Linked DNA regions of Pan troglodytes: region 1 is linked to region 2. The links are chromatin contacts, called in public Hi-C maps. All regions are on one chromosome and are shown on one strand. Each heading gives the region's core, a stretch centred on a gene start, on an enhancer-like site or on the middle of the called end of the contact. The rest is flanking DNA. Distances are from core to core; before and after follow the strand shown. Region 1 has its middle 100 kb from the start of EFR3A. Region 2 holds the start of ADCY8 (adenylate cyclase 8).

Region 1 (5,442 bases), core at 835-3,334, 770 kb before region 2:
TCTTGCCCTGCATTTATTCACTGTTTGTCATTCCATAGATTTATTTGTCATATCCCTTATTCTAGAATGGTCTGGAAGCTCCTACTCTGTGCTTTCAAATTTATCCTGTATTGTAAATGCTTGTTAATTTTCTGTCCCTCCCCATCACTCTAGACTGTGAGCTCTTAAGGGCAGGAACTTTACTTCTATAAAGGATATATTTCACTGCTATATCCTTTGGAGTATCTGTCATTACAATTGACCCTAGAACAACGCAGGAGTTAGGAGTGCTGACCCTCTCCACAGTCGAAAATTTGTATATAACTTTTTACTGTCCCCAAACTTAACTCCTACAAGCCTACGGTTGACTGGAAGCCTCACCACTAACATAAAGTTGTTTAACACACATTTTACATGTTATATGTATTGTATATTGCGTTCTTACAATAGAGTAAGCTAGAGAAAAGACAATGTTATTAAGAAAATCATAAGGAAGAGAAAATCTGTTTCCTATTCCTTAAGTGGAAGGGGATCATAATAAAGGTCTTCATCCTCATCATCTTCACATGAAGTGGGCTGAGGGGGAGGAGAAAGAGAAGGGGTTGATCCTGCTGTCTCAGGAGTGGCAGAGGTAAAGGAGGTAGAGTAGACAGAAGGGGAAGCGGGACAGGCAGGCACACGCTTGCTGTAACTTTTATTGAAAAAAATCTCTGTGTATAAGTGGACTTGTGCGATTCAGCCTGTGTTGTTCAAGGATCAACTGTACTTTAATTTCACAGGTGAGAAACGAAGGCAAGAGATAGAAAGATATAGCACTGGCCAAAGATGTGCATTAGTAAATGGCAGAAACATGATTAGTGCAGGCATTCCACTCACTCATTGATTTGCTGAACATTTAATTATTGATTACTCTTCCTATTATTTCAACAAATATTAATTGAAGGGCTTCTGTGCTCTATGACAAAGAATGAATGATACAGAGTCCCCATGATACACAACTCACAGTCTAATGGAAAGTAAATATGCATAAATAATTCCAGAACAGAGTGATGCTGGAAGCAGAGTAGGGACAGTACACCTCACCCTGTCAGCTGGGGGCAGGGTGGCCCATAAGGAAGGCTTTTCAGAAGATGTGACATCTACAAAGAACCCCCCAAAATTAGTGAGACTGAGTCAACCAATGAGTGAGGATGGGGGCCTTGGGCAGCATCAAGTGCAAAGTTCTCCTGGGCCCTGTGGGTCATATTAAGACATTGAGGCTGGGTGCATGGCCCACTCCTGTAATCCAAGCACTTTGGGTGGCTGAGGTGGGCAGATCACTTGAGGCCAAGAGTTTGAGACCAGTCTGGCCAACATGGTGAAACCCCGTCTCTACTAAAAATACAAAAAATAGCCGGGTATGGTGGCATGCGCCTGTAATCCCAGCTACTCAGGAGGCTGAGGCAGGAGAATCGCTTGAACCCAGGAGGTGGAGGTTGCAGTGAGCTGAGATCATGCCATTGCAATCCAGCCTGGGCGACAGAGCTAGACTCCGTCTCAAAAACAAAACAAAACAAAAGACATTGAGCACTGTCTTAACATCAAGGGGAAGCCAGTGAGAGCTGCAGAGATGAGTAGGCTGCCAACAGGAAAAGATAGGGGAAAACAGTGAGGGAGTGAGGCAGTGCATTCCTGGGAGAACAGCCCAGGAATCCCCCCAAGGCCAGACAGCGTTGGTGGATTACCATGACTGTGGGTTAGTAAACAGACATGAAACTGGACGCCTAGCTCAGGCACGCCATTGGGTATGGCTTCTGTCCTTTCCCTAGCCCTCTCCTTGTATGCATTGATCTGAAAAGTGGGATTCTGCTGAGATAACCAAATTTATGCGACAATTGTCAGCTTCACTTACGTTTTAGGGACAGAGAAGAGGGAGTGAGAGAGGGAAACGGCAGAATATTCCCAAGGTGATGTTTTGTTTGGCACCTTCCCATCCTCAACTGACTCCACCCCTGCTCTTGAGTCTGTTGTTCCTTCTGCTGCCCCACAGATAAAGACAGGTAAGTCATGCCAGTTTGATAAAGGAGGCAAGGCTTGTTTAGAGATGACCCTTTGAGGAGCTGGGAAAATGCCTCTGCTGTGCAGTAGGTGGCGCCCTTGCCTCTGTCTCAGAATTTCTGAGGTTGACAAACCCTTTGACAAATTTGTTTCTTTTCTGCTCTGGGGACCTCAGTCTCAGAAGTGAAGAATCGTAACCTATGGAAGGAGGAAGAAGGGGAAAGATGACTAGCAGGCGTTGAGATGCTTGTATGTGCCAGGCGTGTGCAAGGCACATCGGTATACAAAATCTTATTCAGTCCTCACAACTCTGCAGTCCCCCTCCACCTCCAACCCTGCCCCTCTCCCTCCCTCTTTTCCTAGTCCCTCCTCCTGCCATCTTGATTTTCCTCATTACCACTGAAGCCACCATCGACTGAGGACTTACTATGAGCCTGGCACCAGCCCGAGCCCTCTTATACACGATTTCATTTCATCTTTCCACTAAGCTTCTTTGTTGGGTTCTATCGTTGTCCTCCTTTTGCAAATGAGGAAATTGAGCCTTGGAGGGATGATGCAATTTTTCAAGAGTAATAAATGGTAGAATAAAAACTTGAGACTAATTCAGTCTTCCTCAACCATAAAGTACTGCGCTTTTCTGTTACATTGTGTTGTTTGATTTTTAAGGTTCATAGTTACAAACATAATCCCTCCTCCTCCATATTCAGCTAAGAACTTCTGACCTTTTTTCCACACCACAGTCTGAGCACTAGACACAGGATGTCAAAATGATCCCTCCCTACAGCACCACAGGTGTTCAAATCTGGATTCTTGAGACTGAGGAGATGGTGCCTCTGCTTTTACCCCCACTTCTGCTGCTCCACTCATTCCCAGTATTAGTGTGCATGTCTGTCTTTTGGTAGACTTTATGCTCATCTGTTATCCATTTATTTATTCAGCCCTTCATTCATTAATCACATCAGCTAACATTTAATGAACATATGCTATGTGCCAAGCTCTGTTCTAGAGGGGCACAGTTTAATAAAATAGAATCCCTGATCTCAAGGAGCTCACAGTCCAGTGGAAGAGACAGACCATTCAATCTGCCACTTATCACAGTGTGATAAGTGGTATGATATAGGGGATCATGTGGCACTGCGGGGCCCCCAGGAAGGGCAGCTCTTTTGTGCTCAACACAGTATATGGCCCTTGGCCGGATGTAGTGGCTCACACCTGTAATCCCAGCACTTTGGGAAGCTGAGGTGGGTGGACTGTTTGAGCCCAGGAGTCCAAGACTAGCCTGGGCAACATGGCAAAATACCATCTCTGCAAAAAGTACAAAAAATAGCTGGGGATGATGGCATGCTCTTGTAGTTTCAGCTACTTGGGAAACTGAGGTGGAAGGATCGCTTGAGCCCAGGAGGTTGAGGCTACAGTGAATCCTGATTGCACCACTGTGCTCCAGCCTGGGGGACAGGTGAGACCCTGTCTCAAAAACAAAAAGCAAAGAACACAGTATATAGTACTAAGTATATGTACAATTACAGTACATAGTACTAAGTACTTGTACAATAAAAGTACACGTACTAAGGGGTACAATGAAACTACATTAAATAATTGAGTGAGTAAACCCAGCCTGGGAGTCAGGTAAAGCTTTCTGGAGGAAAATAAGCCACATCTAAGAGCAAAGAAGGAAGGGAGGAGAATTAGCCAGGTGAAAGGAGTGGGAAAGGGGTGGGACTAAGGGTGCATTTCCCCTATGGGTGCAGCAGTAGCAGGTGCCCAGAAGTTGCGCAGGTTCTGGAACAGGTGCCTAGCTCATAGTGCTGTGCAGAGTGGGTGGTCAGTGAAACCCAGGGATTCTGTAGGGATTCTATTTAGGCCTCTGTTGCACAACTATGGAGAATGGTTCTGCTATTTCCTTTATGCACATCGCACTCACAAGAGTGTTGCTTCTCTTTGAATCCAAATGTCTCTGTCTGCCCTTTTTGATGTTGCCTGTCATTTGGTACCACCCCATCTATCCCTTTCTTTCTTGGATCTTTCCCAGCCCACACCCTTGTTCCTACAGGGTTCAGATCTTCTCTGCTTTCTGCATACACTTCTTCACTCTCCATGGCTTTCCTTATGCAGTTATCTTCATGTAGAACATCCTTTCTCTATTCTGCATAGCAAAGTCCTTTCAGTCCTGCAAATGCCACCACCTCCAGGAAGTGATAACCTCTGCCCCAAATTATCTCTACCTTCTTTAAATCCTTGTACTGATTTTATAGTCATGACCAGACAGCTTATCAGTTTACCATGAGTCTCATTCCATCTCCTTAATTCACTTGGAATGGTCACTGCATCTTATACTAATGAAGGCATATCCCCAAGGTCACACACAGTGAATTAGGACCAGAGATGAGCTTAGAATCCAGAATCCCCATTGGCCCCAGATTTCAGCAATTTTCTGTTGCCTCCAGATATTGGTAATTACCCTTGTCACCGCCTACTCAACTTTCTCTTCACTGAATTTTGCCCTCACCTGTCTCCTTCTCACCCTTTTCCAAATCTGCACCTCTTCTCAGCTTCTCCTGGGAACACTGGAGTTTCTATCCTCAAGGGGAAACAAACAGCTCAGATGCATCTGCCCTTAGTCATGTCTCTGAGTTTCAAAGTCTCCTCCGCATGTATGCTGGAATGTGTGCCTCCAGGTGCCATTCACTTTGCCAGGGTGTGTTGGGGATGTAGCTAATGTTCAAACACAAAGCAACATAGACACACCCGTGCTTGTGCACACACACACTCTAGTAACTGAAAATGCATCACCACCCTTTTATCCTTTTTGGCATTTTTAGCTACCTCTGTTGAGAGTGAATTGAAGACTAAATCACCAGATCTAAATCTATTAGGTGCAAATACAATTTTCATTAGGAATAGTTAGAACAGTTGATGGCCTTTGTGGGCTAAGTGAGGATGGACATGGGATTTGGGGTCAGGCAGACCTGGCACCTGTGAAGTCTATGAGTCCTTCCCTGGGCAGGTCACTGAATTTTGTAACTTTATTTCCTCACCTGTAGATCAGAGCCAGAAAGGGACAACTCCATCTCAAAGAGTTTGTGCAGTTGGGCTCCCTGACTCCCTTTCTCCCACCCCTGATTCATACTTCAAATGAGCAGAGGGGTCATTTCTTTTACTCCTTCTCCGCCATTTAATGGCTTCTTGTTGACCTCAAGATACAGTCTAAACCTCCTGTATCATGCACGTGACATACAGCCTCATTCATTTTGTAGGCATTGATTAAGTACTCTTGCCAGGATTGTGTTAAGTAATGGAAAGACTAGAAGAAAGAACTACAATCCCTTTTCTAAAGAGACCCACTGTTTCTGCCCCTTCCTTATGATACTGCCATGCTGAATTGCTGAGGATCTCAGAATTCACTATTATGTTCCAACTCCTGTATCT
Region 2 (5,367 bases), core at 89-2,588:
CTATTCTGGGAGATCTTTAACGTTAACAGATTAATTCATCTACAAGCAGAGTTAAAAATAGAATCAGCCGTCTATCTATTTAAAGTTGAGCGTTTCATTTTGGCTTTCTTGGGGGATGGTAGAATACAACTTAAAAGGATTGAAATTAAAGGAGTCTTTTCCAGGGAGTGAACGAAATTCTAGAAATCTACTGGTTAGGGATTGGGGGGAATATTAGAGGATTCTTTTCTCTTCCTTCTGGAATTCTGTGTGCAAGGCAGGTGGCCCGTTCTGGGTTTAACCCGAAGCCGAAATGCGTGGGGAGAAAAACAGGAATTAAAAAGCAAAGAATTAAACCCCGCGTTTCTGGGACACGGCCGACAGAAATAACCCTGGAGACAGTGTATGTGGTTGGGGGTGGGGGTATCGAAATTTATTTTTCCTTAGGACAGGCAGGAGGGAAGGGAGCTTCTCTTCTTGCTCAGGAGGGACTGAGGGGGCGGCAAGGCAAGGCGGTCATTTGGGCTTTCATGGGACGCCACGGGGAGCCGCGAACGCGCCCAGGGCCTGACGTCATTGGCCATCAGCTGACTGTGCTCTGGGCCCGGGCTCCACTGGCTGCAGCCGCAGTCTTGGTGGAGGAGGTGGTGACCACCACCGCTCCTCCACCTGCATCCGGCTGCGGGACTGCGGCGGCCGCGTTTGCCCTGCAGACCCTGCACCCCGGGACGCGGCTCATCTGTCATTAGCACCGGCACTAAGCTCCCACCGCTCAGCGACTTGGTCCGCCGCAAGCTCCGCCGCAGGCTTTGTCCGCTAGCGCTCGGCTGAGTCTGGGCGGGCGGGAAACCTGGGCTAGGGCGAGGCGGGGCCCCTGGACATGCCTTTCTCCACGTCCGCCTCCTCGACCCTATTGTAAGCGGAGAAACTTAGTGTGCGAGGCAGGCAGGGGACGTCCCCATTTTGATGTCCCGTACCCTCCACCCCCTTCGGATCGAGGTAGTAAAGAGGCTCCTGTAGGAAACTGACTGTCTCTATGATTGCGGCCTCTTGGGGGATTTTGCGTTTAGCCCGAAAGTTGGCTTTGCCAAAAGACGCACGGGTAGGAAGGGCGAAAAGGAAACCCTGTATTCCGTCGCGCTGGGCTCTCCGAGTCCGTGCGCAAAGCGGCCTACGAGTCCTGGCTCCGCACCTGCAGAGGACAAGAGCCAATGCCTAAAAAAGAACAGCGGAGGAACCGGCTGGCGCGGCCAGCTGGAACGCTGGATCGCAGTGCGCCCAGGGAAGGCCGGGGGCGCCCGCCGGCCCTAGCCCTCAGTGGTCCTCTCCCACGCCGGCCCGCGCGTGCCTCTGCCTACAAGACCTGGGGCGTCCTGGCCAGATCTGGGTGGCAGGTCCCTCCGCCACCCCCGGCCCGGTTCCGGGGGCGTGGCTTGGCGCGGGGGCGGGTTTAAGTCACCGCGGGTGTCTGACCACTCTGACAGGTCTCCAAATTTCTCCCAGTCGCCTGGCGCCCGCGGTGCGTTTCAGAGCTCCAGGGTGGCACGCGGCGGCGCTTCCCTGGATCCAGAGGCGTCTCTGTCGACTTCCACGCGGCCTCGGGCCTCCCTTCTCCTCCAAACCTTCGCCTCATCCGCCAAGCTTCGGTTCTCAGCCTCAGATATCCGCACCGGCGGCTTCTCTTCGTTCTCGGAGCTCTTGGCTTTGGAGCCCTCACCACTTTTTCCTTCCCCCGCCTCTCCTGATCCTCCTAGCTCCGAGTCAAATGGACTCCAAAGAACGAAATAAAGGGGATGAGAACTGTGTGCTGCGACCCTTCGAAAGCACAGCTGAAAGCGTTGACCTCGTCTTATAGCTCAGGCTGGGACCCTGGGGCGAGAGTCCCCACACCCCCTCCGGGAGGGATGCTTCTGGCCAGAGCCAGCGCTGCGCTGTCAGTCCTTGCTCCCGAACTAGGAAAGAGCCTAGGAGGGAGCCTCAGCATACCCCTTCCTCCAAATTAACTATTTGGTGAATTGTTAGCGCCGAGGCTACCACCTCTCCAACCCTGTCGCGGGGCGCCCCGCCACCTCACCGTGACCCCCTCCTCCTCCTTCTTTGCCCCCGCCCCCAGCTCCGCCCCTGCTCCCCATCCCGGCGCAATGGAGTTCTCCGAAGGGCGATGATTCCAGCCACATCTGCTAACTTCGCACCCATCGCTGCCGCCGGTCACCGCCGGCCAGGCCCCCTGCAGCCGCGGAGCAGTGGGCGTCCAAAGCCCAGTGCAGCAGCCAGGACCCGCCCGACGCGCAGCAGAAGCACGGCGCCCAGGCGCTTAGGCGTCTCTTGGAGAGCAAAGGCTGCGCCAAAACGCTGAGCCTAGAATCAACCAAGGAGCCTGAGCCCAGGAAGGGGCTGCGTGGCTCAGAGCGCTGCGGCTCCTGAGGACAAATAGCCACTGCCGCTGCGTACCCAAGCTGGGCCGGCTGGCGGGAGAGCAGCACGCAAGGACGCCGAGGTCCGCCGCGATCTTCCAAGTGCCCTTTGCCCCTGGGCACAGTATGACCCGACCTACAGGGAGCCCTAGCGCAGGGCTCCTGCAACGGGGCAGCCTAGGATAAAAAGGATCGCTGCCAAGCTCCTACCAGGCCGCCTTTGAGTCTTTAGGAACCCCTCCTCCGGCTGCCTCCCCAAGGTTCTGCGCCTCCTTCCCTGCGGCCCAGAGCCATGGAGCTCTCCGATGTGCGCTGCCTTACAGGCAGCGAGGAACTCTACACCATCCACCCGACGCCCCCGGCCGGCGACGGCAGGAGCGCCTCCCGGCCGCAGCGGCTGCTGTGGCAGACGGCGGTGCGACACATCACGGAGCAGCGCTTCATTCACGGGCACCGGGGAGGCAGCGGCAGCGGGAGTGGAGGCTCGGGCAAAGCCTCGGACCCTGCGGGCGGCGGCCCCAACCACCACGCGCCGCAGCTGTCAGGCGACTCGGCGCTGCCCCTCTACTCGCTGGGCCCAGGAGAGCGAGCGCACAGCACCTGCGGCACCAAAGTCTTCCCGGAACGCAGCGGGAGCGGCAGTGCCAGCGGCAGCGGAGGCGGGGGCGACCTGGGCTTCCTGCACCTTGACTGTGCCCCTAGCAACTCGGATTTCTTTCTTAATGGGGGCTATAGCTACCGAGGGGTCATTTTCCCCACCCTGCGCAACTCCTTCAAATCTCGGGATTTGGAACGCCTCTACCAGCGCTATTTCTTGGGCCAAAGGCGCAAATCGGAAGTGGTGATGAACGTGCTGGACGTGCTGACCAAACTCACTCTCTTGGTCCTACACTTGAGCCTGGCCTCGGCCCCCATGGACCCGCTCAAGGGCATCCTGCTGGGCTTCTTCACCGGCATTGAGGTAGTGATCTGCGCCCTGGTGGTGGTCAGGAAGGACACCACCTCCCACACGTACCTGCAGTACAGCGGCGTGGTCACCTGGGTGGCCATGACCACCCAGATCCTGGCAGCAGGCCTCGGCTACGGGCTCCTGGGCGACGGCATAGGCTACGTGCTCTTCACGCTCTTCGCCACCTACAGTATGCTGCCGCTGCCGCTCACCTGGGCCATCCTGGCCGGCCTGGGCACCTCGCTGCTGCAGGTCATCCTCCAAGTGGTCATACCCCGGCTGGCGGTCATTTCCATCAACCAGGTAACTCCTGCCTGCCTTGCATTTGTTTCCCCTCTAACTTCCCCGGGTTATTAATCATATAGCTTCCAGAGAGCCAGGGTTGCCTCACTCTCTTTAAGTCTCCGCCTTCAGTCTGGCACAGTGCCTTGTACCTAGGAGGTCTTGAGTGTTAGCGGGATGCAATCTCTTCTTAAAGTGGAACTAAATGACCTCTAAAAGTTTCTACCAACTCTACCCTTCTACTCTGATTCTGTGAGTAATTCTACTCTGACATCAGCTAAGAAAGTCTGCTTTCTGCTCCTCATTCCCCTCCCTCAGGGTCTGCAGTCTCCGGAGCAGGAGACAGAAGGGGAGGAGAAGCATCCAGATTTAGAAGGTGACCCATTCCTTAACATCTCTCCTCAGGAGAGTCCCAGCAGGGTGTTGTAGCAGGCTCTGGGCTTCAGAGTTGGGTTTTTCCGTATCTCTAAGCCACAAACCCTCAGTTCTCAAAGGAACATACATTTGTTAAACACATCCTGATTGTCAGTGCTGAGTACTGTACGTGTTATGTCATCCAATCCTTCAAACAATCCTATGACACATGGTTTTCTCGGGAATTTTTTATTGCCTTGGTGACCGAACATGATATCTTCTCTCATGACACGATGCGACCCCAGTGCTTTGAATAAACCAACCTCAGTAATTGGGGGTGGCAAAGAATGCAAGTTTTGATTAATTGGAAAAGGGCATTTTGATGTAGATGCTTTAAATATTATATTTAGGTGGAATCTTGTTCTTTAGGTATCTTTCCCTCCTTTCTCCTTCTTTTTTTTTCTATTCTTCCCCTTACATATGAATATGCTTATGTGAACAAAGTTCACGTTGTCTATGGATGAGAAGGTAGGCAATGTTTCTATTGTTTAAATTTACTAGAACCAATAGCTAATTAATGGCATGGCACTGTCTTTGCAAAATGTATGGTAGGTAACAGGAGAGTGACTTTGGGGGTTTCTCAAAAATGAGGGAAACATGTCAAGTGAAGTGTTTTCAAATAGATGGCTGGTGTGAGATGCATGGTCAGGGGGCTGCTTTGTATGGGCCTGCTCTGTCGTTAGCCTCTGTATCATTTTTGCTGTATTAGAAGCTTAAAACTCCTCTTCCTTATGGTCGAATTTGAATAGATGGTGCTTAGAATAAACAGGCACGACCCCACTGAAAATTGTTCGTGATGTTTAGATTGCCAGCACTGTTAGAGTGCTTCACCCATCACTGGCCTCCTGGACTTCTGGTCAATGTGGGATCCTGTCTCTTCTCCAATGGTTCTATATTCCTTTGCTCAGGTGACTTATCTGGTTGGCTGCTTTTACAGTGCTTTCTGAAGTCTCTCTGGGTAAAGCAAAAAGTTTATAAATTACATGCCTGTGATTATCAAGCATGAAATGGAGAGATGAGAGACTCTGAGTAAGGGCTGATTGACTGAACTTTTTCTTATTAAAGACAATAATGAATGTTTTATCACAGTCGCCATGAACCTTCATATCCACATATAACAAATAAGTCTCAATCTGGGAAGTGGAAGTCAAATTCTTTGGTATTAACTATTTCTCAATCCTGTTTACATGAAGATCTACATGCCAGTACATCTAAATCTACTTTCTTCCAAGCTCTCTCATTCTCTTTTTTATTTTCTTTGTTGTATACATAGACATTAGCAGATCTTTTCTTCCCTGTCTTCCTCCCCTTCCTCCTTCTTTTTCCTTC

Evidence for each region. A called contact is a pair of places that touch in the nucleus more often than the background predicts.
Region 1: a Hi-C map of induced pluripotent stem cells shows a contact between it and region 2, with 2.8 times the contacts expected there. The contact joins the enhancer-like site here to the promoter of ADCY8 in region 2. A contact is called at or near these places in 4 of 7 Hi-C or Micro-C datasets (blood, induced pluripotent stem cells and stem cell-derived neural progenitor cells), 1 of 1 datasets of contacts at active chromatin or transcription factors (stem cell-derived excitatory neurons) and 1 of 1 other capture datasets (stem cell-derived neural stem cells).

What each region holds. Positions count from the first base shown.
Region 1 is chr7:142,064,778-142,070,219 of NHGRI_mPanTro3-v2.0_pri, reverse strand. No RefSeq gene overlaps it. Among named protein-coding and RNA genes, the nearest start is that of EFR3A, 100 kb to the left of the region's middle. Within about 2 kb of position 2,084, at least 2 of the 24 cell types and tissues checked have an H3K27ac peak or open chromatin away from gene starts, as enhancers often do. A contact at or near this core is called in induced pluripotent stem cells, where this site is marked.
Region 2 is chr7:141,291,662-141,297,028 of NHGRI_mPanTro3-v2.0_pri, reverse strand. It overlaps ADCY8 (adenylate cyclase 8), which reads left to right and starts at 1,338. Exons shown (of 17, transcript XM_016959871.4): 1 at 1,338-3,645. The coding sequence starts at 2,686.